Linked DNA regions of Gossypium hirsutum: region 2 is linked to region 1. Evidence: chromatin contacts called from public Hi-C data. All regions are on one chromosome and are shown on one strand. Each heading gives the region's core, a stretch centred on a gene start, on an enhancer-like site or on the middle of the called end of the contact. The rest is flanking DNA. Distances are from core to core; before and after follow the strand shown.

What was found. Hi-C and Micro-C count contacts between places; a contact is called where the count stands out from the background.
Region 2: a Hi-C map of hypocotyl shows a contact between it and region 1, with 3 times the contacts expected there. The contact joins the enhancer-like site here to the promoter of LOC107925254 in region 1. A contact is called at or near these places in 9 of 34 Hi-C or Micro-C datasets (callus, fibers, hypocotyl and 1 more).

What each region holds. Positions count from the first base shown.
Region 1 is chrA10:1,641,082-1,643,781 of Gossypium_hirsutum_v2.1, forward strand. LOC107925254 reads right to left here and starts at 1,281. Exons shown (of 14, transcript XM_016855897.2): 1 at 1-1,281. The coding sequence starts at 980.
Region 2 is chrA10:1,678,448-1,681,147 of Gossypium_hirsutum_v2.1, forward strand. No RefSeq gene overlaps it. Among protein-coding and RNA genes, the nearest start is that of LOC121208543, 27 kb to the right of the region's middle. Within about 2 kb of position 1,389, at least 2 of the 9 cell types and tissues checked have an H3K27ac peak or open chromatin away from gene starts, as enhancers often do. A contact at or near this core is called in hypocotyl, where this site is marked.

The DNA of each region.
Region 1 (2,700 bases), core at 31-2,530:
GACTTTGGCCTAAACCCATCTATACAACTACATTTCACAGCTTCAAAGTTATCACAAGTAGCATGGTTACCACAATGGTTATACAGGTCACATACATTACCCGGATCCGGCTGTGTCTGCATAACGGTCCACATTTTCCGATCATCGTCCCACCTCGATTGTTGTTCCCTTCCATCCCAAGTTAACCTAAACCTCAACAAATCGGAAGGGCTTGAAGGATCATATGTGAAATATTGTGTCCTATTTTCATCAGGTTGTGATAACTTAAACCCATACAAGAAACTAGCAATATCACTCATGTTAGGTATCCCTGTAAAGATCACTGAATTCCATTGCCCACTTCTCCATCTTCTTCCCTTATTTTGATCCCATATAATAATTTGTGGACCACCATTAGGATCAACACCCATAGTGAAATTCCCTAACGAAGGATCATTACTTGATTTCCATGATCTAAAAACATGAAACTCACCTATTAATGAACTTACTGGTGCTCTCATACCAGGCAAAAATGTATCAGTTGGATGTTCAAAGCTTTGCCAATGAACTTTACTTGTATCAGTGTTCGATAACACTAAATTGCCTGTATCCCTGAGAATTGCTGCTGTGTTGTTTGATAAACCTGTAAGATTAGATGACCAAACCAAATTAGTGTTCCCATTAAGAACAACTAAGTTACCATCAACCCCAATCCTTAAAACACCATTCTTGGTTGGTATTGGGTTGTCTCTATTTGCAACCCATACAACTGTTTTCACATCAACCCTGTACCAAATTCCAACATATCTGAAAGTTGAGTTTTCAGGACTGAAAAACCCTAGTTCAAATGTTTCATTTTCAGACACTAAACTATCGCCGCCATCTGCAACACTTTCTCCTTGTCTGATTGTATCAACAGCACAACAAAACTGAGCAAAATACAGAACATAGATCAATGAAACCAGAAAACCAGAAACTGGGTTTTTCATGTTGGTTTCCATAACATGAGAAAAGCAGAGATTTTGAACAACAACAAAAAAAAAAACATGCGAAGGGTTTTAAGAGACTAAAAGTATATGCTGCTCACACACTGTAACAAACACGTTTGTGACAGGATTTATTCGGTTTGAAGTTTTGACCAAAAAGGAAAACTATTGAACGAGGAATCACAAAGGTTTGTACGGTTAGGTAATTAGACAAGAAAATTGACATACTTTTAAGTTCTATACCACATGGCTTTGACAAGCTCGAATCTTTTTTTTTTTTTTGAGGCAACCACCATTGTTGTTTATCAATCTTAGAAGCAATAAATTCATAATGAATATGAGTATAGATACAATGGTTTTGGGTTAAAATATTTTACACATTACACCATGTGCTGACAAGCAACATGTCAGAGTTGGTTGTTTTAGAGTTGGTTAACTTATGTCATAGGTATTTGTACTTTGCACAAATTCGAAATTTAATCCTTATACTTATATTTTTAGGGATTTAATCCCTTTCATTTCAAAATTCAGGTCCAATTGTTTATATTGTTAAATTCTTTTTGTTAAATTGGTTAGTGTGACATTTTGAAATAAAAAAAAACTCACTTGTAGCAATTTAACTAAAAATAACATTGTAATGAGCTTGAATTTTGAAACCTGAAAAGTAAAAGAGTAAATTCTTAGAAACAAAAGTAATTGAACTAAATCCGAATTTATGAAGAGTTCAAATACTTTAGCATATTTTAACTTTTAGAGTTTTATACATCTTTGTACTTTTTGGACTTTAAAAACATATTACTTCTTGTTTGATTTGAGTACAACACACTTACGATGTGAGTGAAAAATATAAAATAAAAAATCTTGATAATAATATAATTTATTTTATAAAAAATAAGTTTTTGATAATTTTCTAACTAAGTTGAGACTCAATTAATGTGTGAAAGTGACATAATGAATGACATTATTATAGTATAATTTTTATTCAAATTTAACAGAACTTGGTTAACCTTCGACTTCAATTTTAGATTAAACAACCAAAGACATTAACTTCTTGGAATTAAGAGTAGAAAGAATAAATTTAAAAAATTCAAAGAGTTAGGGACTAGAGGAAAAATTAGACCTTTTCTCTACCTCGATTTTCTAAAATAGTCAGATGGGATGCAAATATAATACTATGCCGTCAAAGGACCAAATAAAGTGGAATTATAAGCTTCCAATAATATTAAATAGAGAGAGAACAAATTGCTTTTAATAGTTAAAAAGAAAACAACAAAATTAAAGGAGATAAGAATAAACTTCAATTAGTATAATGATTTTTTTTGTGCTAAAAGAAAAGTAACTGTTAATGCAATTAAACAATTTGAAGGTGGCTGGCAGCTGTATAATTTCAAAATGGGCTGCCTTTTTTGGAGTTCGCAATTGGACCTATATGATTTGGTGAAAATACTATAAACACCCTTCAATTATTTCACTTACTTTATTTTTTACCCCCTATCTTTTGGTAAAAATATCATAAACATCCTTCAATCATTTTACCTTTTAAGGTAAAATATTGATGTTGAATGCAATGGAAGATATATAAAAAATGTTTACTTAAAATAGGTAAAAAAAGGTTAGGAACACTTTTTTTTTTTTGGAAGGAAGAACCATTATTTAGAAAAGTCTTTAAATCAATCACGTGAAAGATATTTTTATATTGAAGTTGACAAAAGTAGCTGCAGCCACCATATGGGAC
Region 2 (2,700 bases), core at 139-2,638, 37 kb after region 1:
ATTTTTATGTTTACGGGATCGTTGTAGCTTAATCTAGCTAAATAGGGGATAATTTGCAATATGGTTGAAAGTATAGGGATTTTCCATGAGAGATTTATAGTTGTTCTTGAAGTTTTATGGAAGAAAATGAATCCTTATTGTTAATTAAACAACTTTTGTTAAGTGATTTCTAATGAAATTGCCAAATAGGGATTAAATTGAGAAATATAAAAATTATGTGTTAAATATGTGAAATTTTGAAATTTATGAGCTGATATTAGCATATATAGAATTTTTCTAGGCTTATATAGTGATGAAATTGCATGAATTTCATTTTACGGGCCTAGGTACTAAATTGTAAAGAAGTTAAAAGTATAGGGGCAAAATGGTAATTTTTCCATAACATGAATTTTGAATTGAATTGAATAGAGTGAGGTTTAAATTGGTTAAATTTGATTATATAGATCAAGAAAATCAACATACGGAATTAGATCGGGGAAAGGACAAAGTTATCGATTAAAGGATCTTTTTTCTCCGTACGAATTCAAGGTAAGTCCATGTAATTAAATTCTGTATATATATGCTTTAATTGAAATATATGTATGTGAATGGTTTAATTATTATGTATAATTATCGAGTGCATAACCGACGATGTACAAAGAATACTGAGCCCCGTTTGAACCTTAAGAATTCGTAGGATACAAATGACATGTCATTAAGGTTACCAATTCCAGCTCTTAAGAGCATACCGATACTCAGCTCGTATGAGCTTACCGTGATTCAGCTCGAAGGAGCTTATCGTTTATCGCTCGTATGAGTATACATGTACAAGAATTGACGGATTACAATTCTGTACACCTCGTGTGTATTACCCGCGTATCTAACGATATTCTAAGTGGTTCAACGGGCACAATTTGAAACAAAAATGGCACGCCAACTTGTTGTTCTTGCTTCGGTTTTGATTGTCCACTATTTAATTCCATGCTTTTTAATAAGGCATTCGGAAAAGTTGTACAAAGCTTCCTTCTATATATATATTGCTGTGCAAAACAAGTGTTATAGTTTCTCGATGACAAAAAATTCTCCCAAATCTTATCCTTTTTAAAAGAATAAAATTGTGCGAGTGTTGTCTTCTTTATACAGGACATCTATATCCCTACCTTTTCCACATGTCATATGATAATCAAACAAATTAGTTAGTAAGCCTGTAAGAATCCCTGGCAAGAATTTATGGATTTCAATTTTTTTTAATACGAAAGAAACATGGTTTTGGATTCTTTTTTTATTATATATATTTCTTAAATTGTAGAGTCCCAAAAGAATAGTGACAAGCAAAAGATTAAGGGAGATGATAGCGTTGATTCGTAGAATGAGGAGACAAGGTGAGCCATGCCCCGATGAGACAAACGGAGCCTCGATGTGATCGTAAAGGAGGTGGGTGAGAGAAAGCCACTCAGTGTCCTCTTATATGAGGGTCCCTATAGGGCAAGTGATTGCCCCACCAAGGCTAAGTTATCTGGGATTGAGAAGACCTTGGAAGAGTCTGAAGCCGATGGTAGTGGAAGTGACCGAGTGCTTCAAGTAAGTAGGCTTGGCAGTATTTGAGTGGTAAATGATGCGCATGACGTGGAGCTATGAACGTTAAGTTTGGGAGCTATTCGAATGTGTCCTGTAGCAGAGACCAATCAGGCACCAAGTGAGAATGTGAAATTGAGCGAGAAGAAGTTCGACCCCACTCGTGCAAAGCTGTAATGCAAGGAGTAGAGAGAATGTCGAAAACATAAGAGTGAAGGAACCAAGAGTGAAGGTTCCTAGAGTAGCGACAGTCATGCAAAGCCGAAGGTAAAAGTTAGATATACACCATGAGGAGGGATGGATTGATGTTTTAAAATTTTGGAAGAAATATGGCAAAGGAAAATCAACGTAAGGATTTATAGTGGTTCGACCCCTATTGTTTACCTCAACTACCTTAACTTACCACAACTAAAGATTATTCCAAATTCACTAATTTGAAAATTTCAAGGACAATGTTTAACCTTTAAAATCACTATATTTTAAGTAGGCAATATAGAGTTGCTTCCCCTTAAGGTTTTCTTCTGAAAACCTTAAGTAAACCCTCACTAAGATAAGAAAAAAATTATAAACAAGGAATACCACTTAAAGACTAATCTACAACAATATAGGCCACTCAAATGATTTTACATCACTTGAAAGATTTAAAGAAATAATTACACATGTGGGTGCATGAGAAAATATGAGAAATACAATAAAAAGATCAGAATTATGCACAATAAACTTTGTAAGCTTGTTTCTAATCTTTGTTCTGAGTGTTCCTGAACTCTATTTATATACCCTTGATGATTTGTAGTCGTTAGAGACATTAATTCGAGCATTAAATGCAATTGTAGGGGCATAAGTATTGGTACATTGGTCTTTGGTGTTCAATTCCTCCTTTAAAAATATGATAGTTGAACCTGTGAGTATCGCATCAAGGATAGAAAGGGTTCAATACCTTCTTAGTGTAGCTTTTAGAGAAATTATTGTTTCTTCTCTTCTTTTTCGATTTTACTTTATTTCTAGTTTTTAATTTTAAAATTTATACAACAGCATTTTACTTTCCTCTAAAATGTCACATGACATTTTACATGCCATTTAATAGTTAAATTAAGGGCTTGAATAATGACAATGCTTTATTGATTTAACATAGATAGTTTTGAGATG